Linked DNA regions of Mus musculus: all the other regions are linked to region 1. The links are chromatin contacts, called in public HiChIP or PLAC-seq maps. All regions are on one chromosome and are shown on one strand. Each heading gives the region's core, a stretch centred on a gene start, on an enhancer-like site or on the middle of the called end of the contact. The rest is flanking DNA. Distances are from core to core; before and after follow the strand shown.

Region 1 (4,558 bases), core at 520-3,019:
TCTATGACCCGTCTCAGAGTTATTTGAGCACGTGATTGGCTTTAATAACAGAGAAAAATGAGGCCAAGTTTTTAAAGATGAAGGTTGGCAACATGGGGTTGTCGACGTAAAACGTCAGTACACACACACTTATTAAATAACACCCTGGTATCATGAAAGTTGTCATCACCCATCCTCTGAAAGTGGCAACCACAACTGTAAAGATGGATCATTGCTGACAGGAAGGAAAAGGGAGAAAAGAAACTGAGTTCACAATATGATTTTATCTTTGCTACAATAAATAAATAAATAAATAAATAAATAAATAAATAAATAAATAAATAAACGACACGTGAGACTTTGGAAATTTCATTGGAAATGAGACTTATACCTGTGATACACTCTTTCAGGTGCACTTTTTTTTTTTCCTAAGAACTTTTTAAAAAGATGCTTCACTGTAAAGGAGCGAGTGTGCTCTAGGTAGGTATTATAGTATAGTGTGCTGCCAACAGACGTAAATAGATAGCAATATTACAGGCGTCTTTTTAAGTCGCAGTTTATTGTTTCAGCTTCTCAATAAGCCAGATAAAATCATAGACAAGAACATTGAGGATTAAGGAAAGGCGTTTCCTTTGGTGTGATTACTGGCAAAAATTAAGAACAAAACCAAACCAAACCACTCACCTTCCATTAAAACAACGCAGTAAAAAGGTAGTAATATAGTTGACTGTTGCTTTCCTACCAGTTTGGATACCCAGTTTTCAGGGCTGTTGAATGTCTGTGAATGTTTGTGCCTTCTTTGGTTCCCGTTTCGTAGGAAAAGGTGACACTGTATTAGGTAGATGGGACCCATACTTCTGAATATATTAAAACTCCATTCCCCGCCCCTCCGAACACTACAGTGCTAGCAAAAATAAGCCAAAGATGTAATGTCTATTTAAATACCCGGTTGAGCTGGCTGTTAGTTCTCAAATTAGATTCCATGCTCGGGCTAGAATCAACATGGTTTAAATATTAAAAACTTCATAATTCATATGGCCCACCCCACCTTTTCCCCACATTCGGCGAAGGAGAGTAGACATGTCTGTGAAAACTTGTAGCTCCTTAAATACTGTAGGGGAAAATGTGCCCAGGTTGGTATGCAAGGACTTGAAAAAAAATGCTTGACATTTACAGATTTTATTCAGGCCACAAGGAATCTGCGAAAAGATAGATAGATCTACGGCTGAAAACACAGAAAGGAGGGCTGTTTTACGTTTGTTTTCGCACCGCCCCTTGTTTTCCTCTAAAGTACATTTTGTATACTTAAAAAAAAAAATACACTCATTGGTTAAGACTGGAAACCTCAGCTCCCCCCACCTAGCTGCCTTCTGTCTTCGGTTTTCGAGTTTCAGGTCCTTGCACAACACCTAAGACGTGCAATACTTTTTTTTCGCCCTAATCCTGGCAGAGAACAGTTCGGAGAGATCTCCCTCCGCGTCTCCACCCTGATTTCCCCCTCTTCCTAGATTCCACCCGCTCCTCTCCTTCCCTCCGCCCGCCCCGTGCTCCGCCGGCCCAATCTGTCAGAGAAGTTGTGTACAAACTGCGCCGCAGCCCTGCGCGCGAAGCTCCTGGCCCGCGAGGGGTGCGGTCGGCCCGTCGGAGGCGGGACCTCGTGGGCCTTCTTTCCTACTGGCTACCCTCTGGCCCTGGGGCCTTGCCATTGGCCACAACGCTGCCAGTCCGGTGAGCTGGCCCTGCCTCCCCGGAGTTGGGTGAAATAGAGGCGGGCGTCAAGTGTCAGTAGTCGCGGGGCAGGTACGCGCTCTCTTAGGTTGCTGGTGGAGCTTGGGGGTGGCGGGAGCGGGTTCCGGCGAGAGGGTGAGCGAGCGCTGGGGCGGGGCGGGAGAAAGTGGCTGCCCGAGGACCTCGGCGGTGACGCGTGGCCGAGCCCAGGAGCCCCGATCTCCGTGCCCGCCTTCGTGAGCGTCTGGCTGCCGGCCCAGGGGTCCCCCGCCGCGGCCCCCCGCCGAGTCCGCCGTCCCGTGCCAGCCCGAGCGAGGTGGGATCGCGATCGCTCCGTGTCCCGCTCCCGTAATCCCCAGACCGTCCATGCCCACGCGGGTGCTGACCATGAGCGCCCGCCTGGGACCACTGCCCCAGCCGCCGGCCGCGCAGGACGAGCCCGTGTTCGCGCAGCTCAAGCCGGTGCTGGGCGCTGCGAACCCGGCCCGCGACGCGGCGCTCTTCTCCGGAGACGATCTGAAACACGCGCACCACCACCCGCCTGCGCCGCCGCCAGCCGCTGGCCCGCGACTGCCCTCGGAGGAGCTGGTCCAGGTAAGCAGAGCGGCCGGCCTCCCTTCCCCGGCTCGGGCGTGTCCCGCCGCTACGAGGCGCGGGCGACAGGGGCCGCTCCAGACTGGGACGCGCGGGAACGGGTGCCCGGGTGGACAGCCCCGCCCTGCGCTCCCAGACGGGGCGCCGGGGAGTGGATGGGGGAGCAGGGCGGGGGCCCACCCGGATCTGTCCAGAGGAGCTAAAGAGAGCCGCGCGCTCGCGTGCACCTTCTCTTTGCTTGCGTGGGGATGAAAGCTTGTGCCCACGCTCAACTTGGCTTAAAATGCTTCTTGACCGCTCTCTCCCGATGGCCCTGGCCTTGGAAGTCCACCTGCCTGCGTCCTCTGGGGTGAAATAGAAATGCAAATTGGAGTACTGGGGTTTCATATACCCCCGTGGAGGCTCACCCTAGAATGTATTGTAGGGCCCCGTTTGGAAAACTAGAATCTTAAGGTTGTATTGGAACACCGCTTTTCCCTTAAAAAGAAACACGGACAAAAAAGGCCAGGGGTGTTGTTTTTCTTAGTGTGCGCGTAAATTTCCTCTCGGAGTCGCGTTGAAAGCTGGCAGTTGGCTTTTACACTTGCCCAGCAGCCGAATTAGAGCAAGCGCCTGTTTCTTTCGCCCACGCACGGGAGTCATATAGCCTAGAAAAAACTTCCCGGGACTTTTAGCTAGTCCCAAGGAAAAAAAAAATTGGAAACAGACCCACATGCAAACAGCTGGAAGAGCTAAAATCAGAAACCACTAACCGCCACGGGAGCGCAGTGCACGAAAGGGTTTAAGATCGGTTTATTTCAAGACGCTTAGTTTAATAGCCTCTTGCTGTATTGTGTATTTGCACTGAGCGCCTATTTCTTGGGGTCTGCCAGTGTCGTGGTGCTTTGAGAAGACAGTGGCATTTTGTCAGATGTGACTCACATGGCTACAGCATGAATCTTTATTTTTAAGTCCTGCATATCCGGGAAATCCCGTCCGTCCTCGTCCACATCCAGATCTTGATGATCTGAGGTCCGAGGTGACATTTCTTTGGAAAATTAAAAGCAAAATATACGACTCCTATTCACTGACTGAGGTGAATGGTTCTATGAACCATTTCATTTACCTGGGGCTTGATCTTTTTCTGACTTCCTTTTTTTTCAATGTCAAAAAAAAAATCAAGAGAAAGCGTTCGTTATATTAGAGAAGAGAGCTGGGGGAAAGATAGGCGTCTGGTCAGTAGCTGGATTGATTATGTATGTTCTTAAACAATCAGGGCCTGGAAGATATTTGGTTATTTTATTCTGGTAGTTTTCGCTCAGGAGATAGCAAGATGACTGCGCTTTTTACAGAGGAAGGGGGAATGTAGCATTGGCCCACGGAGAGGACATGATAAATGTTTTGCTGATGACTGTGCCTGCGATGCAGCAGCCTCTCCCCACCCACGGGAGTCTTAGCACCCGTCTACCAAGGGAGTGATTTTTCTCCTTGATAATTAAAGATCTGTTTTAGATAGGGATATGAATAGGTCCATTTCATTATGATAGTGACCCATTACCGAATCTACTGGTTCAAGTGAACATTTGGACCAAACGTTGAGGGTGCAATTGTTTTGTATCAGTGGATACAATACAGGCTTCTGCTCCACAGGTTCAAGTTTCTATTCAAAAAGTATTGAAATGGCCAGAGAACATTTTATATTAGGCCTGATAAAATAACCTAGTCCACACACAAAAGCCCTTTGGAATAATTATTTTTAAGATTTGCACAGGTTTTAGTTTTCAAGTGTAATGGATGTGAACAGATTTGAGGCAGTTTGGCAAAACTGTGATACCATAGTTTAACTGAAGATATACCCTAATTTGACTGTGTGTGCGCGTGTGCGCGCGCGTGTGTGTGACTTGATTGCATCAGAAAATGTTTTGACCTCCACCCCCCACCCCATTTGCCTTTCACTTTTGTCTGGGGATGATTTGCGGGAGTGACTTTAGTGAAGACATGTCGTAGAGTCTTGGTTAACCGATAATTACACAATTGACAAAATAAACTTGTGTGTTCATAAGCAACACTTAGGAGTTGGCCCCTGTACTCCTGTCGAGTTTTTAAGTAAACCATATTATTTATTTATCCTTCCTGACTGAGTCGGGTAGATTACGTGTATTCGTCTTTTCTTTTTTAGACAAGATGTGAAATGGAGAAGTATCTGACCCCTCAGCTCCCTCCAGTTCCGATAATTTCAGAGCATAAAAAGTATAGACGAGACAGTGCCTCAGTGGTA
Region 2 (4,558 bases), core at 868-3,367, 53 kb before region 1:
TCTCTCCTACAGAATAAGAACAGCCCATGCTAACCAGTACGTGCTTGCCTTCTCAGACACTTGGGAGGCTTGCGCAGGGGAATTGTAGGTTCTAAACCAGTGACTCAACTTTGATGAAGATAATTTTTAAAATAAAATTTAAAGGGGTTGGATAGCCAAAAAACAAAAGGGACGCTGGAGAGTACACCTGTCTTCCCAGATGTGGCAGGCAGAATAAGGTCACTCAGGAACTCAAGGCCAGCCTTATCCACAGAGTGAACTGGAGGCCAGCCTGAAGTATGGAGTAAAAGCCCTGACTTGAAGAAAGGGATGGAGACATGTATAGAAAGCACTTTAGGAAATATTGAAATTTATGTGTCTCAGCAAATAATACAAAAAGAAGTCAAAAGGCAACAGACAGGGCAATTACTTCAAGATGGTTGCCCAAGGGGCTGGAGAGATGGCTCAGCAGGTAAGAGCACCAACTGCTCTTCCAGAGGTCCTGAGTTCAAATACCAGCAACCACATGGTGGCTCACAACCATCTGTAATGAGATCAGATGCCCTATTCTGGTGTGTCTGAAGACAGCAACAGTGTACTCACATTCATAAAATTAATCTTTAAAAAAAGGAAAAAAAAGGGGGCTGGTGAGATGGCTCAGTGGGTAAGAGCACCCGACTGCTCTTCCAAAGGTCCAGAGTTCAAATCCCAGCAACCACATGGTGGCTCACAACCATCCGTAACAAGATCTGACTCCCTCTTCTGGTGTGTCTGAAGACAGCTACAGTGTACTTACATATAATAATAAATAAATCTTTAAAAAAAAAAAAAAAAGAACACCATTTTAAAAAAGGAAAAAAAAAAAAGGATAGCAAGTTGATATTCCAGTTCAGTGAGCCCTTGAACTTTAAAAAGAAAATTAAGTCCTCTAGATGCTTATAAAAACGAGTTGAGCACAGGAGTTGTGACCCCAGCCTTCTCCTTACACACTCAGACCTGGCCTCTCAAGATCAGTGGTATGGAAGCTATTTTGTGATTATGTAATCTAAGCTCCGTTTTCCTCCTGTGCTAGGGCCTGAATCTCCTTTCAATTGTGTGTGGTAAGGATTCCACTGTTGAGAAAGGTCGCATAGATAGGCTTTGCTGGACTGGCCTCCAGCCCCATGCCTGTCTGCCTGCAGATGCTGGGCTTACAGATGCATGCTACCCCCAAGCTTTAGCTTCCCATTGACGATGACGGAGACCTTCAGTCTGCAGCAGACAAATGAGCCCTACTATAAGGGTCCATGTCGCAGAAATGTGGGTCAAGGAGAACAGCAAGTCATCTGAGCACTCTCCTTAAGGGGCAGCTGGGGGAGGTCAGCAGCCGTGGCCACTGTGCGCCACCCCCCCCCCAAATCCATTGAGCATGCTCATGGCTCCTTCCTGCCTCTGACGTCACCATGGCCCTTTGTCTCAAGACACCTTCTGTACATTCTTTGCACATCCACTGCGTCAGCACACACTTGCTGTCGGGGAAGAAATCAGTTCTTTATCTCTCCAGTTTGGTTGTCCCAGAAGCTCCTAAAACAGCGTTCTTTACTTAGTAGGGAACTAAACTCTGGGAAGTGAGGCATCTGCAACAGAGTCAGCAGCGCCTGTGCAGCTAGCGACACCCATGGGAGTCTCTCACTCAGAAACCCGCAGCTCAGCTGGGCGTGGTAGCTCTCACCTGTGTTCTCAGCATGCGGGAGGCTGAGGCAGGAGACTAGCCTTAAGTTTGAGGCCAGCATGAATTACATAGTGAGTTTCAGTCCAGCCTGGACTATACAATGATAGAACCTACCTGAAAAAAAAGAACGACTTAATTTTTATTTCTAAAGTTAGAAATACTACTCTAGGCTCTTCCATATATAGTTTAGTCTTAAGCCCTTTGAAATAGATTTCTGAGTGAGCTTGGGATGAGGGAATAAGGGACAAATGATCCCAGACAGTCTCGTGTTCTGTCCGTATAAACCCAGACCAACTGGAACTCCTTGAAGTTGGGCTCTACCTGTGAAGCCTTAGAAACCCGTAATTGCGTCCTAGCCTGTAGCGTTGGCAAACAGACTCATTATGTCTACTGAGCACAGTCTTCCCTTCCTTAGAAGTTGTGCTGGTTAAACACTAATAGAGCCTTAATCTCCAGCTCTTTTTCTGGATGCCAGCAGTAATCCAGCAGGCTTACTTTGTCTGCTTTTATCAGTCACTCTTCCTTCTCATTTTAACAAACTTTCTCACTGTGTTAGAATCCCTGAGTTACAGATTAATGCCTTAGCTGGCTACATCTGGATGACACAAAGGTTTTTGTCTTATCAGTTGATCGTCTCCAACCCCCCCTGGGACTAATGAGTTACTTCTGGTAGCCCCAGTTAATCTGGTCTGTTTCTACAGCAGCTCTCTGGTTGCCTTACAGAATGTGGAGTAGTTTACTTGGGGACCTGTTAACATTGTACCAATTAAAGTATTTTTATTAATTTGTACTGTTTCTCTATAAAATTATAAATATAATTAGCTTAAGCAAGCACAAGTACATAATAATTAAGGCAATGTTCACAGTAATAAAAGATAATCATTAAGTATGTCTCAGTAATGCTACATACATAAATAAATGGAAATTGGCTTCATCTGAAAGAACTTATGTGAGTGGTGAATTTAAAATAAGGCCTCCCTGCCAGGCAATGATGGCACACGCCTTTAATCCCAGCACTCAGGCGCCAGGAGCGGTGGATCTCAGAAACCTCTCTTTGGGCAGGGTCCAGGGATTCTTCTTGCTTAAAAGGTTAATTGTGTTAATAACTGAAGGAGGCATATCAAACTTAGTTGCACATAGCACCATTGTATGGGTTGAAGGGCCAAAAACTGTTAGGATGGTAGAATAAAAGAGATTCCACTGTTTATCTAAAGATGGAAAATAAAGAATAGCTACTTGTATATCTGAATCATTATGCCCAAAAATGTTATTCATGGTCTGTTCAGAGTTAGAAAAGTTTTTAGAGGGTCCATCAGTGAATAATTTGCCTCTGTGAGCCACACCCATTCTCTAGTATATTGCATTTATATTTCTTTATATTGTTTATTTCTCTTAAAATATCTAATTTGGTATCTAACCCATATACAAACAGACCATGGGCACACCTGTTAACCCATGGTTCATATTATACTAATCACTTCATGCTAATCAAAAGTTGGTAATAGATTAGAAACTTATAATCAACTCTAATAGAATTTTCTAGAAGTTCAAGCTTCACTAGTGTACTAGTAATAGCACATCACTAGCTGAACTATCTGGAAATGAAGACTTCGTCATTTCATGAGTCAGATCAACCTATCAAAGCTACCGTTACTCACTTGGCACTTGTTCACATTTTGGTAGTAACAAATGAGAATAAGATGCTAGGTAGATAAGAAATCATGTGTTCAATCCTAATGAAGTACAAGGTAGCATAAATTATAATTAATATGTGAGCAAAGGCAGACATTTCCCAATAGCAGACATGATGATACACACCTGTCATTGCAGCAGGGGTGCCTGATCACAAGTTCAAGGCCAGCTTAGGTGATACACACATAATCAGAAGAAAACAGTTCACCCATGGAAGGCCCCACATGCACATCTTTGGGTGATAACTGAGATTGAATACAGTGTAATCCCACATTTTTATGCTAGCAGTTGGGAGGTAAGGGCAAAAGGATTTTCAAAAATTCCAGGCTGGCCAGGGAGGGCTACATAGGGTCTAAATAAAAATGAGTGTCATTTCACACAACTGAATGTGGTACTTCTGTGCGCTCCTGATTGGACTGTTGCTTAGAACTTTACATTGTCTTTCTGGTAAAGAAGCATGCTTCCTGGTTTAGCTCCAGCCGTGACCTAGCCCAATTGTCCTGTATGCTCTTTCATATGACCTAGGAGAGACACTGTGTAGCAACGCTCAAACCTCGCGCCCAGACTCACGTAGAACTGAGCAGTGTCTGCTGTGGCAGATCCAAGCCACATCCCTTCATCTCCTTTGTGCTAAGTAATAGTATAGGCCAGTGGGTTAGAAAATCCCTGTTTGCACTCCAGATGGAGATAAACTAGAAGTCAACATACAAAAATAGACTGAAGTTTCTTCTTTTCACCATAAGCATTATAAGGGATTCACTCTGATTTGAACATTGTACAGTTACATACTGAGACATTACACAGGAACTCCTTACATTTATGCAGCTTTTATGTGTCTCACACAGGCGGGGATGGAGCTCCGTGGCAGAGCATTAACCCAGCATACACCAGGCCCTGGGTTTGCCTGAAATCCAGAGCAGTGGTAAAGAGCTAGGCCTGATGTGCTGAGGTCCCAGCACTCAGAAGGCAGAGGTAGGAGGCTTGCCAGTTCGAGGAGTCTAGGCTCCATAGTGAGACCCTTCCTGCAAGACACATCGAACTAACTATACAGGGTGTAAAAGCATGCTATATTCTGTAGGAAGGACGGAGGGTTGAGAAGGTCTAGCCTCTTGCAAAGGCCATGCTTGAGCCTGCCCAAGATCTGTGGGAATGGGCTCTCACCATCCTGCCCTGTGT
Region 3 (4,558 bases), core at 1,037-3,536, 56 kb after region 1:
TAAAATGCTCCTGTGTGTGTAGGGTATCGTGAAAAGCTGTCTTCTGGGAGTAATTACCATTATACTCATGATCCACTGAGCCTGTGGCTCCTGGCACCAGATCTAGGGAGCACCAGCCAACATTCAAGAAGGCAGCATTAACTGGACTCAGTAGGATTCGTTAACTGGAGTCTCTCTCTCTCTCTCTCTCTCACACACACACACACACACACACACACACACACACACACACACACACACACAGAGAGAGAGAGAGAGAGAGAGAGAGAGAAAGAGAGAGAGAGAGAGAACATGGAACATTGAACCATGGATGTGAGCAGGGGGTTGGAGGGGCTTGAGAAGAGTTGGGTAGGGTAAGACAAGACTAGGATATATTCCATACATGTATGGAATTGCCAAAGAATACAGAAAAGATGGCTTAGAAGGGTAAACACATGGAATGTTCTCAAAATGCTTTTGTGTTTCTAGAGAAGGTGCAGAGGTGATTTAGCATGGGTCCTCTGGGTTTCAGTCGGCAGACATTTGCCAGGTTCCTGTTATTGAATCCGTCAATATCTTTTCATTGAGCCAAGGAGAGTCTTACTCTGATTCATGTGGCTTACAACACCCCCCACCCCGAGAGCTCCCCCCCCCCCAGCTTCTGAGGTGAATGACCAAATTACCAGAGACTTCAGCTGAGCGGATGGACAGTGCCCCACAACATGCCATCACAGCCAGGCTGGTCTGGTCCTGCCTTCCTCGTGCAGCACCTCAGTGTGTTCTTCATACATGTATGTACCTGGATGGCTGGCTGGGACTCCTGCAACGGCAGGCAGTCTGTTTCTATACCAAACAATCAGACCCTAACCATACCTACAAGTAAATGAGCAGGCTTTACTGTTGTGTTTAGAAATGCAAATGTATATGCATAGAACACTTAGTGAAAAAGGAGGCCATGCATTTGAAAAGAGAGCAAGGAGGGGTGTATGGGAGGGTTTCAAGAGAGAAACAATGTAACTGTAACTACATTACAATCTCAAAATTTAAAATTAATAATAATAATAATAGTAACAATAATAATAAATACAGCATGCTGTTTAGCCAGATGGTGACTGTAAAGTTACTTTAGGTAAACTCAGTTTGAATAGTTTTACATATATCCAAACAATTAATCAAGTCCAAAATGTTCCAAGAAACAGCAGACAAAACTATAATCTAGTAAACTATATAATCTAGTATAACTATAAACTAGATTATAGTTCTGTCTGCTATTAATCCCATAATGTGGGCTTTGGTCATTAAAATTACTCACTGCTGTGAGCACCCCCTTTTACCTGGTTAGGAAAAAATGCCGGTTGGTACAGATTTAGTTCCTGCTTTTTTAACTGCCACGTTTTTTTTTTTTCTCCATGCACTTAATTTCTCATGCAAAAGAGAACATGTTCTTCTTGTAAAATTCCACCTTACAAAGCAGTGTGTGACACACATGAATTTGTCTTCTTTTGAAATGTCACATCAGACATTCTCAGCCCTTTTGTTCTTGATAAATACAAATAATTTCACCCATTTTAAATTTTATGAGGGAACGAATCACACATCGTGTTCTGTAATTTGATCGTCTTGCCTGGTTCTTTTTCTCATCAGTGCTGAGAAGTTTTTTTTATTTATTTTTATTTTTATGGGCTTAGGGGTTGACCCCGGAGTCTTGTCCATCTATGCTGGGTCAGTGCTATACCTCCAAAACCTGCAAAAGAGAGCATTCAGGAGCACTGTGCTAAACCTTTTGGTTTAAATCATTCTTCTCTCCTGAGTTTCGGTCTACTTCCCCAAATTACCATCACAATGAACCTCTTGGCCCAGTTTCAGTAAGTGCTTCCATTTCCCCTACTGAAGAGCCTCAGGCTTCTCCAGGTCTTGTGTATTAACTGCAAATGTCAGCAGGTGCCAGGTTGAGGTCTTCTCCTTCTTCTTCAAGGATTTATTTATTTTATATATGTGAGTACACTGTCACTGTCTTCAGACATACCAGAAGAGGGCATCAGATGTCATTACAGATGGTTGTGAACCACCATGTGGTTGCTGGGAATTGAACTCAGGACCTCTGGAAAAGCAGAGGGTGCTCTTAACCACTGAGCCATATCTCCAGTCCCCAGTCCCGAGGTTTTCTTCTCGACTCTTCTCCCATTTGCAGAAAGTCCTGGAGTTGAACTGCAAAACTTTCTCCATTGAGATTCCCTATGGATTAGGGGGCAGGACAAGGTGATGACCGCAAGAAACTTGGACACCTGCCAGCTCACTAGCTCTCATCCTCAGAAGCAATACCTACGCTCTGTACTCTCCTATAGCTATGGCCTCTCATTCCTCTTGGCACAATAATCTAGCTTTGCCAAAGAGCAACAGCAGCCCAATGTTCACTTCCCATTCATTTTCCTACCCCTGCGTGTGGGCTGGGCCCCACCATAGCTACAACTTGAAAACAGCTTCTTCAAGCCTTGAGGTGGTCACCTTTGGGGTGGATCTATCACGCCCTTCTTTCGTCATCTGCCTTCCAGGAACCTATCAAGACACCTCATCTATTTCTGTTCCATCTTCGCCCACCCTCAGGTATCAGCAGCTCTTCTCTACCAGTAAGCTCTGCGTGGGAAGAATCAAAACACAGCCCAATCAGTTCCAGCTTTGAGACTTTGGGATGGCTCTAAGTCCTCCTATTTCTGCCATTTTCCTGGCTTGCTTTCCTCTTGTGTGGGCTTCCTTCTCAGGCTGCAGTAAGGGAAGGCTGGAGTTATAGATTATTCAGACGCCATTAGAACGAAGATAAAATTTTATTTCTAAGAGTTACTTGGAAAAGATGGTTAAGGGTTTAACCTGGCTTCCTGCAATACTGCGTTTCCCTTTCTTTTTTGACATGAAACGTCACTGTACATCCTTGGCTGTCCTTGAACTTGAAAAGATTTACAGGAGACTGAGTGCTAAGATTGCTAAATTCAAGTGCCAGGAAACCTTGGCTTCCTCTTTGAAGTCACTGGTTTGAAGATAGGGTTATGGGAACAAACCAGTGCTTCTGGGATTTTTTGTTTTGTTTTGTTTGTTTGTTTACTTTTTTTTTTTAAATTCTGTTTTGAGACTGAGTCTCACACAGCAACCCTGGCCTGAATTTGCATCATAAACCTGCCTACCAGCCTGGGTCTCCTTGGTGCTCACGCTATGCCACCACACCCAGCTTTTATAAATTGCTTGTCTTTAAATATTTTAATTTCAGGGTTACTCCTTTAATCACAGCCCTCCCTCGGGAGGCAAGGTAGGCAGATCTCTGAGTTCAAGGCCAGCTAGGTCTACAAAGTTCCTTGACAGTCAGGACTAAACACAATAACTCTTATCCCAGCACTTGGGAGGTAGGAGGTTGAGGAGCTCTGTGAGCCTGGTACCACCCAGGTCTATAGAGTGAGTTCCAGCAGCCAGGGCCACATAGAAAGACAACCAACCAACCAACCAAAACCCCACCCAAACTCAAAACTTTTAATTTATGCCTAGCTCTGTATGACTCTGGAACATTGTTCTACACCTAGGAAATGCGTGTACGGCAAACAGTAAGGACAAAATAGTGAGTCAATTAAAAGTCACACAGCCAATTATTTTATAGAAAACTTATTTTTAAAAAACTTTATGACTGCCCCTCATCAAAGAAATTTCTCCTTGCAACCTAGGCCATTACAGAAAACCACAACTTAATCAAAATGAAGATCTGTGGCGCCCAGGCTCAGCTGATACAACAACACAACTTCTACCTCTGTGGCTCAGGGATCACCGTCATCATGGAAGAAGAGGAGGAAAGATCGAAGAGCTAGAGAGACTGCAAGTGTGCTGTGAGATTGGGTCTCCTAGAAATGTCAGAGAAGAGCCGGGCGTGGTGGCTCACGCCTTTAATCCCAGCATCTGGGAGGCAGAGGCAGGTGGATTTCTGAGTTCGAGGCCAGCCTGGTTTACAGAGTGAGTTCCAGGACAGCCAGGGCTACACAGAGAAACCCTGTCTTGAAAAACCAAAAAAAAAAAAAAAAAAAGAAAAAGAAGAAAGAAATGTCAGAGAAGCAGCAACAAGGAAACTTCAGTAATCTGGCTGCCTAACAAAATCCAAACAATTACAACAGAGATGCTGATGTGGAAGGGGAAGTCTCTCTAGGCCTCAACCCCAGACAGAGTTACTGCCAGGAAAAAAACACTGAGAGTGGGAGAAATAGTTTCCCTAGGGAAGAACACACCAACTGGCAATCTAAAACTAAGTGGTCAGCTATCAAATTATCATATACATACAGGTAACACTATATAGATTGTATTTTGTGTGTGTGTGTTAATAAGAATTAAAGAAAAAGAAGCCAGGAATTTGAAAGAGATTAAGGTGGGAGGTACACAGCAGGGTTGAAAAGAAGGAAAGGGAGAAATAATACGAGTATATTATGATCTTAAAAAAAGAAGAGCTGGAGAGATGGCTCAGCGGTTAAGAGCACTGACAGCTCTTTCAGAGGTCCTGAGTTCAGTTCCCAGCAACCACATGGTGGCTCACAACTATCTGTAATGGGAATCT

What was found. HiChIP or PLAC-seq counts read pairs in DNA pulled down with a chosen protein or histone mark.
Region 2: a contact with region 1 is called in an H3K27ac HiChIP or PLAC-seq map of extraembryonic endoderm stem cells. The contact joins the enhancer-like site here to the promoter of Klf5 in region 1. A contact is called at or near these places in 4 of 39 promoter capture datasets (the 3T3-L1 cell line, 3T3-L1-derived adipocytes and neutrophils), 9 of 484 Hi-C or Micro-C datasets (the C2C12 cell line, colon epithelium, cortical neurons and 4 more), 7 of 115 datasets of contacts at active chromatin or transcription factors (embryonic stem cells, extraembryonic endoderm stem cells, intestinal crypt epithelium and 2 more) and 3 of 9 other capture datasets (adipose tissue, embryonic stem cells and liver).
Region 3: an H3K27ac HiChIP or PLAC-seq map of embryonic stem cells shows a contact between it and region 1, with 17 read pairs. The contact joins the enhancer-like site here to the promoter of Klf5 in region 1. A contact is called at or near these places in 3 of 39 promoter capture datasets (embryonic stem cells, frontonasal cranial neural crest and maxillary cranial neural crest), 17 of 484 Hi-C or Micro-C datasets (the N1E-115 cell line, embryonic stem cells and pancreatic cancer cells), 9 of 115 datasets of contacts at active chromatin or transcription factors (embryonic stem cells and pancreatic cancer cells) and 3 of 9 other capture datasets (adipose tissue, liver and pancreatic islet).

What each region holds. Positions count from the first base shown.
Region 1 is chr14:99,296,922-99,301,479 of GRCm38.p6, forward strand. It overlaps Klf5 (Kruppel-like factor 5), which reads left to right and starts at 1,770. Exons shown (of 4, transcript NM_009769.4): 1 at 1,770-2,301; 2 at 4,460-4,558. The coding sequence starts at 2,074.
Region 2 is chr14:99,243,719-99,248,276 of GRCm38.p6, forward strand. The region is part of intron 17 of Pibf1 (progesterone immunomodulatory binding factor 1); the gene reads left to right. Among named protein-coding and RNA genes, the nearest start is that of Klf5, 53 kb to the right of the region's middle. Within about 2 kb of position 2,118, at least 10 of the 459 cell types and tissues checked have an H3K27ac peak or open chromatin away from gene starts, as enhancers often do. A contact at or near this core is called in extraembryonic endoderm stem cells, where this site is marked.
Region 3 is chr14:99,352,400-99,356,957 of GRCm38.p6, forward strand. No RefSeq gene overlaps it. Among named protein-coding and RNA genes, the nearest start is that of Klf5, 56 kb to the left of the region's middle. Within about 2 kb of position 2,287, at least 10 of the 459 cell types and tissues checked have an H3K27ac peak or open chromatin away from gene starts, as enhancers often do. A contact at or near this core is called in embryonic stem cells, where this site is marked.